Regions from separate parts of the Rattus norvegicus genome. Here region 2 is linked to region 1. Evidence: chromatin contacts called from public Hi-C data. All regions are on one chromosome and are shown on one strand. Each heading gives the region's core, a stretch centred on a gene start, on an enhancer-like site or on the middle of the called end of the contact. The rest is flanking DNA. Distances are from core to core; before and after follow the strand shown. Region 1 holds the start of Gbp2 (guanylate binding protein 2). Region 2 holds the start of Kyat3 (kynurenine aminotransferase 3).

Evidence for each region. A called contact is a pair of places that touch in the nucleus more often than the background predicts.
Region 2: a Hi-C map of mammary epithelial cells shows a contact between it and region 1, with 2.8 times the contacts expected there. The contact joins the promoter of Kyat3 here to the promoter of Gbp2 in region 1. A contact is called at or near these places in 3 of 12 Hi-C or Micro-C datasets (the A7r5 cell line, Schwann cells and mammary epithelial cells).

What each region holds. Positions count from the first base shown.
Region 1 is chr2:234,003,050-234,007,085 of GRCr8, reverse strand. It overlaps Gbp2 (guanylate binding protein 2), which reads right to left and starts at 1,359. Exons shown (of 11, transcript NM_133624.2): 1 at 1,204-1,359.
Region 2 is chr2:234,359,728-234,363,965 of GRCr8, reverse strand. Kyat3 (kynurenine aminotransferase 3) reads right to left here and starts at 1,610. Exons shown (of 14, transcript NM_001015037.1): 1 at 1,520-1,610.

The DNA.
Region 1 (4,036 bases), core at 110-2,609:
GTCCTTTGTGGCCATTCCTAATGTTATTGCCTGGCTGGTTCCCTGTGTTCACTGAGGCTCCTTCAGCTGCATCCTGTGCTTGCCTGGCAGACTTCCATGACATTCCCAGTGCCATGGTACTTTCTGCTACCACAGAGTCTTCCAGCTCATATCTTTCCTATGTTGCCCTAGAGTTGAGATTCCTCCCAAAGCTTTGGCTCCTTCCAGTACACAATGGTAGTTATAGCAAAAATATCACATGGTGTGTATTCATTGCTTCGAGATGAAGCAGTTCTTCTGGAACATGAACTCATGAAGTCTTTGAACTTATGTAGTCACAGCCGCTGTGGCTGCCTATAGAAAACCCACATAAAGCTGGATGGTTGTTGCCACATGCCTTAAACCCAGCACTGGGGAAGCAGAGGCACACAGATCTTTGAGTTTGAGGACAGCTTAGTCTACACAGTGATTCCCAGGACAGTCAGGGCTACACTATCTTGAAAAACAAAACAAAACAAAACAAAACAAAACAAAAAAAGAAGAAGAAATAAGAAAGCCTGCATAATATCCAGCAGTCAAAATTCCACCATAGATATGTGAGAGGCTCAGGAAGCCCCAAGCATAACTTGGGTGGTATTTGGCAGGTAATAGCTGCTAGAAAAGATAGGGTTGCTTTTCTTCAGTGATATGGCCCCTGGTAAGTTACCCAAACTCCACTAGGTGGCCTTATGCCCACACCTGAATGAGCTGCAGTAAGGACTCAATAGGACATGAAACTGGGTAGCAATCAAGTGGGGGATGGGTAGGAGGAGATGAAGAAAAGAGTAGGGAATATATACAATCAAAACCACATGACATACATGATGTTCTCAAGGAGCAAATTTTGTATAGATATAGATATATTCAAAATAATATACACAAAGATTTTATAGCTCCATAGATTACCAACGGGAGAACTGTCGCTTTTTACACTGGTAGACACTGAAAACAAGTTCAGGGATTCTGTCTGAGTTTCATTAGACAGTAAAGATAATCTTTAAAAAAAAAAAGCAATATGAACCTTAAAACACGTATGCCTTCAGTGTGGAGTCTTCTTAAGCAGACTTTATTTTGCCATGGACATTAGGGGAAAGGCTACCTCTGTCAACCAGACCAGCCCCCACTCACATTCAGCCTCCAACCAGCAGTCTACTAAATGCTTTTCCACCCCTGCCTCTGTCTTACCTTAAACGAAATTCTTTAGAGAAGAATGCCTGACAGGTTCAGGGTCAGGCTGCTGATCACTCTGTCCTTTTTCACGGGCTCTGTGGCAAAAACCCTGTCATAACCTAGGAAGTTCCAAATTGTCTCCAGAGAACTTGTGAAGAGTTAGATCTTTTATAGAGAAACGCTTAAGACAATGAAAGTGAAACTAAAAAACTTCCTAATGGGTTGGGTTAGAAGGATGACTCAACCACAATGGGGGGAGTGAGGGGTTTGCTCCTCAGAGAAGGGCTCAGGGATTTCTCAAGTAGAAACTGCCAAGTGGTGCAGTTTTCCACCACAGTTCTCACAGGTGTTTACAATCCAAGGTGATGGCTTACTGAAGAGGGTGTGGCTCTGAAATCGCTTACTGAAGAGGGTGTGGTTCCAAAATCCCTTACTGAAGAGGGTGTGGTTCCAAAATCCCTTACTGAAGACGGGGTGGTTACCTTAGTTTAGGTCCTTTTTTGTCTGTGCATTAGTGTTTTGGGAAGTTGCAAGCCCCACTGAGCTGGGCAGTTACCAAGAGATTGTACAATTCGGAAGAGGACCTGAATGGTTTCAAGACCATTTCTCTGTACTGTGAAAGAGTGAAGATGGGAAGAAAGGGGTTAGAATTAGAAAGAGCAATGAGGAGGGGCTGGGGATTTAGCTCAGTGGTAGAGCGCTTGCCTAGGAAGCGCAAGGCCCTGGGTTCGGTCCCCAGCTCCGAAAAAAAGAACCAAAAAAAAAAAAAAGAGCAATGAGGGAAGAAGGAAGGAAAAAGAGGAAAGGAGAGAGGAAAAAGTATCACTGAAAGTGAAAGTGAACCTGAGTTCCTTTAAACAAATGCTGGGAAATCAGCTGACTCCTTTGTTCCTTCATTTGCCTTTTGGACTAGAATAATCTCCGTTAACATTATATACACTCCCCAAACAATGTCAGCATCTCTTAAATGTTCCTCAGTCAGTAAAGTTTTAAGGGTAAACAAAAGGGATACTTTTTTGGTTTCTAAGCTTAAAGGGGCGGGGTTTCCAGTCTTGTTTTGCAGTGTGTTTCCTTAGAAAGAAGTGAGTCAGAGCCCTGACCCCTAAACTACTGAGTGTAAATTACTTCTCTCAGAGGCTGAGGGAAGCCACTATTGCTCTAAAATTCTGAAACAGAGGTCTGTGAGTCTCTGAACTCAGGCTTGGAATGGCCATGGAGTTGAGGAGTCACTGGCACTGTGGCTGTGAACAGTGTCCAAAAACTGTGCTTTGAAGTTCTGAAGGCATCTAATTAACTCTCAGGCTGGTCTACCCACTGACTGGTACTTAAAACCTTCCTTGGACCTAAAATAAATCAGACAATAGGCCAGACTCAAAATTTTCTGGGTACAAGTGTTGAGCTCTTTCTACAAGCACACATGATACCAGCATGCACTCAAAAGTATGCTACAGAAACATGATACCACCCACTGCTCGTCTATAAGTTAGTGTATCGCCAGAAGGGTTTCTTAAAAGCCCTGGGTTTAATGCCACCACCAGAAAAATAATGATACAGAAAGTGTCTTTGTGTCTCTGTGTTCCATAAAAGGAATGATCCCCATGACTATGCCATCTCCTTTGTGAGGTACGGTAACTCGAAAGGTTCAGCTGCAGAGTTGATGCCCTCATCATTGGAAGCCTGGGTGACAGCTGAGAGTCTTCAAATGCACGCCCCTCTTAGGGGAATTCAGCAGAGGATTCTATCACATTATGAACAATGTATACCATGCATTTGAAACACTTATGGTAGGCTGATCATTTTTGTATTAACGGCTTTCACTTACCCCATGCTTCTGCTACATTGTAGAAAGCATTTAACCTCAGAGACTTGCAAATTACGTCATAGCAGCAAAAGGCAGATAATGGTGCAGCTTGGTTTCAAAAGAGGTGGGACTGTGCTCATGATTCTCAGAAGAATGGGAAGAAATTTAATTTGAGTTATCCATTCTGTGACTGTGGAAGTCATTCTAAAAACTCTTAGAAGGAGAAAGGGATTTTAAAAAATTAAAAAGGGAGATTAGAAAGGAAACACAGTAGGCTGAAGCATGAAACGAAGGAAGAAGTTCTCTAAGTGGAGGAGGGGAAAGTCCCACGTACACATGCATTCTGCCAGGAGAATTTTCTCCCACTCTTCAGTGAGCCTTCTCTGCTCCTCCAGCAGTCACATAGCTTTCCCACATTGAGCACTGCCCTTGGTCTACCCTGGCAACCAATGTCTGCAGACAGTGTAAGACACAAGTGTGGAATTTGGGAACCATGCAAACAAAACTACCTCAGAAAACATCAGGTGACTGGGACTTCCAGATATGTCTGAGGCCAGGAAGCAACCACAAGAATCTCCTGAGTAAACACCCTATTCACAAAGTGTCCCAACCACAGTAAGGGCAGGACCCTCCACAACCATTCCCCTTTGGCATACCAGAGATGTCTCCCCACTGAAAGACCCCAGCTTAGCAGCAGTAACGCCATTTTGCAAGGCTGTACTTAAGATGACGACTGGTTCAGGGAAAGGTTAGAACACTGAGTACACAGCGGCTGCCAAGCAAGATGTGTTTGGTTGAAGGCCTGGCAACAGGACGACTGCAGTTGAGCACCTGACAATGAGAAAAGCCCCGGGAGAGGTCCCACACCCTGGTGGGGGGCCGAGTCAGTCGTTATGTTCCAAGAAGGCAGCTAAGAAACTTGCCCCCGGGCTGAACCCTTGGGGGGCCGAGTCAGCCGTTATGTTTCAGGAAGGTAGCTAGGAAACTTGCCCCCGGGCTAAACCCTTGCCATATTAGAATCCACCAATTATATCCCTGTAACCATGC
Region 2 (4,238 bases), core at 361-2,860, 360 kb before region 1:
TCAGGGTGACCCAGCTAATCTAATAATGGCACAGGGTATATTAAATATGAAACCCATGTCAGATACACATGGATCAACAGAAAAATAAAACTACCATTTTATCATCTCTAGGGAGGACTGATTCAGAAGGAAGACTGTGGACAACCTAGAGATCAAAAGTTGAAGAAAAAAATGCAAATCTCAAAGGTAGGCAAAGCATTCAAAAATCAGTTTAAACTCGGCAAAAGTTTAATGTTCTGAACTTACTACTCAAACTAGCAAGTTCCAAACCTGACCCACAGGTGGTGTACACAACACAAAGAATAGTTAGAGTGTTAGTAATTTGAAAAAGTCCAGAATCTTCAGGTATCTGCAAGCTCAAGAAAGACTATCAGAGATAACTCCTCAAAGGGCTGGTGCTAACCAGTGGGTCCCATTTGTTTTCGCCACAGCCACACGCCACACCTGTTAGTCCACTTCTAGAATGTTTATAAAGTTCACGAATTGCAACAGAGGGAGGCGAACAGGGTTCTGGCTTACAAAGTACAAAGAGACGTTCAAGGCCACATGAAGAGGTGAAGCAGGGAAAGAATACAGCCACGTTTATCAGCATAGGAGTTAAGAGGCACCATTTAAAAACAGCTTTAATGCCGCGTGAAAGTGGCATTTCGTGTAAGCATACATTTCTCACAAGAGAAGCTGTATGGCTGCCTGATGTAGGGATTAGGATACAGCACACAGGCAAAAGTTCAAAAGATTTACAGACTGGCTGGCTGCAGCCTGCGGCCCGGAGCAAGCTTCCTGTGAGTCACCTACCCATCAGATGGTGGAGCAGAGTCTATATAGGTGGAACGCAGAATCGAGTTAGTTAGGGTCATGAAGCTCAGATCTGCAGGAATGCTTGACCTTCATACATTACTGATAAGATTGCTTTTGTCTTTTGAAAAGCTCGGAAAATCTCAGCTCAAGCTTCTGTTTTAACTGCTTTAGTTTCCCTCATCAACCTTGAACTTCCGTTTTACCTGGGCTAGGGAGGCAGCTTAGTTAGTAGGGACGAAGGTCTGGGCTCCAACCCAGGCACGGAATAAAACCAGTAGCGGTGGTGTACACCTCCAATCTTAGCACTGGGTGTGTGGGTGTGTGTGTCAGGGGTGTGGGAGTGGAGATAGGAGGATTGAAAAGTTCCTTCGCTACTACATAACTACTTCGAGAACAAAAGACTGTCTCAAAAAGCAAACACAAAAATCTATCACGGATGAACTGAAGTCAGTATTGACCTTGCAAGAGTGCGTTCTAAATACCTCAAAACATACAATCAAGAGTAAGAGGGACAAGGGAGGACTGGGGTCCAGTTATCTCAGAGCCCTTCTTTCTCCAAAGAAAAGCCTGTCAACCCCAAGGTAGACCCTCACAGTCTCCTCTGAGGTCCGACCTCGTAGGAGCGCTCCTCCAGCCCGCCGACCTCCCTCTGGCTCCGGGTTCCGCAAACTCTGCACGCCCCGGGCCGCGTCACCGCGCACCGTGTCCCGCGCCCGCTTACGTCGTTCTCCTGGTTTGAATGCAGCCCTGGCTTTAGTCCGGAGATCGCTAGGTGTCGCAGGGGTCCCTGATGAAAAGCACACGAGGACCCAGAAGCAGATTGCAACAAAAACCTTCCTGAGGATTGAGGGGGCGGGGTGGAGGCGGTGCTTGACTCTGTTCGGGGATTGGCTCGGGCATCAGAACTGAGGATACGGATTGGCTACGGCATTCTCCAATCCTGGAGCTCACTGTGCCAGTGAAGCTCCCAGGCTAGGGGACCCGGCGTGGCCTTGGTTGAGCATCAGGAATCAAATGTAGTGTGGGACTGTTTGGGACAGGCCTGATTTTAAATCTCTGCTGCGTGGATTTGAAGCAGGTTCCGGGTGAAAGACTTTGGAAGATGCTTGAGAGGCTGGCCTGTGCGGTGTGCAAAAGGGCTTGTAGGTGTCTATTTGTCCCCTCTGATGGGGCGAGAGGAGGGAGAAGGATATCTTTCCTTCGGAACAATAAAGTGATGCAGGACCTAATGGGCGGAGGAAGCCACACTGAAGCGGCTAGACACCTAGTAATTAAGGACAAAACCCGGACAAGGAGGGAAAGGATGACCACAGAGACACTGCTTGGGACTAGGGTGGGGGCTCTTTTCGTTAAGAGCAGAGCTTGAGGGTTAGATTTTCTTCCTCTTGCATTTAAAGGAGTTTAAAGTGTTGGAAGTCATGAGAGTGGCTGGACGCTGTGTCCTACAGCCTGTAGGAGAGAGCAACAGCAGGTGGGATGGTTTGGATCCCTGTCCTTGCCACAGTGAGCCAGCTGCCTCTGTTTTGTCAAGAACATTAAATGAGCTCATTGTAAGCGATGGCTCAGGGAGGCCGCCGAACTGAGCTACCCGTGGGTGGGAAGAAACATTTTAAGCGGGAACATGGAAAACCCTTGTGCGTTATAAAGAAAAACTGGTAGCTGCAGTGTGTGTGTGTGTGTGTGTGTGTGTGTGTGTGTGTGTGTGTGTGTGTGTGCGCGCGCGCGCGCGCGTGCGCCTACGCGCGCACGTCCCCATGTGAATTGGAATAGCCTGGAAGTTAAGGGTACAAGGGGAGGGGTCTGGAAGGACCTGTGGCTTTGGTAGGCACCATGTAGGCAAGTGGCTTTTCCTGGCAAAAAGAAAGTTTCACAGGTCCCTGAGGAATGAGGGTGAACTTTTGTCTCCCTGCAGTTCTACAGCGGAGCTTGAGGTGAGACAAGACTCCATTTTGAATCGAGTCAGTGCCCACTTTTGGGATTATTGCAGTTTTCTTTTTTTGGACCTAAAACTCAGGATGATCCAGAATGGATTTATCTGCCAGTTGGTGTTCTGTTGATACTGCTGTGGTTGGATTGGGAAACGTCACAGTTCATTTTGAAGGTTTTTTTAGGTCAAGTGGCTGCCCAGTCACTTTTCTTTCTCTTTTTTCTTTTTTACATACAACCATCACAGTAAGCTGCTAGTTCCTTATTTCAAAACACAGGATATGCTTCATGAACACTGTGTTCCTAGTTTCTGATATAATTAAACTGACCACATGATGGAATGCCACCTTTATTATTTCTTTGACTTGCGGTTTCCTTGCTAGTTAGAATGTCGTCTTGGTGGCTGCAGCCCTCTTGGAGCAAAACATGGAATCTATGAGTTGAAGCTTTTTGGTTTGTTTGCTCTTTTGGTTTTAAGATAGGATCTCACTGTGCAACCTTGACTGTTTTCACTACTTAGCTCAAGTTGCCTCCAAATTCAGACACCCTTCTGCCTCAGCCTCCAGAGTGCCAAGGGATCCAGGCATACAAAGCTTTGCTCAGCTTCTCAGTAGTAAACCACTGCTCCCCAGCTAGGCAAGGACAGTGATGCTGGCAGTAATTTAAATGTTTCAAAAGCCTTAACAGAAAGTGTGCACTTACCCACAAAAAGGTTGCAAAATTACTCTGTATCTTTCTGTCTCGGTTCACGTATATTCTCTGGATTGAAATTCAGTTTAGCTGCTAGCATTTGCAATTTAAACAAGTCAAATCATCTTCGAACTGCTGTTTCAAAAGGAAGAATGAATGTTGACTTTACAGATCATAATGGTAGGAAAAGTGATTGAAGTTGTGGGGTGTATATGTAGATAATGATCATCAAAGGTGTCCTTGGGGAAAGTTCAATATAGCTTTCCAGACATGGGTTCGCAGCACAGCTCCCAGCTAAGCATCAGAAGCCATGAACACAGGCAAGCCTCTGTTGGGAAAGAACCCAATGGGTACACAGGGAAGCCAATGCTGGGTGGAATCCCAGTGTGAACACAGGCCAACATCTGCTGGGTGGGAACCCAGTGTGAACACGGCATCTGCTGGGTAAGAACCCAGTGTGAACACAGGGAAGCCTCTGCTGGGTAAGAACCCAGTGTGAACACAGGCAAGGCTCTGCTGGGTGGGAACCCAGTGTGTATCTACAAATAAAGCAACAGATAGTTTTGTATTTAGTTATATATATAAAAGAACCCACTGCGAACACAGGCAAGCTCCTGCTGGGTGAGAACTGCTCTTTGATGAGGTGTTGGTCCTCTTTTTTCCCGTGACTTTGCCTCTGGAACTCCTGGTCCACATCCACAAGAGTGCATGTAAACTTTCAAGGGGTGCAAAGAGGCTGAAGATTCTCAGTCCCTCGGACTGTCCATGAGGACTTTCCTCTTGCTTCCTCTGTCTGTCATGCTGTGTAAAGTCACTGTTTTATG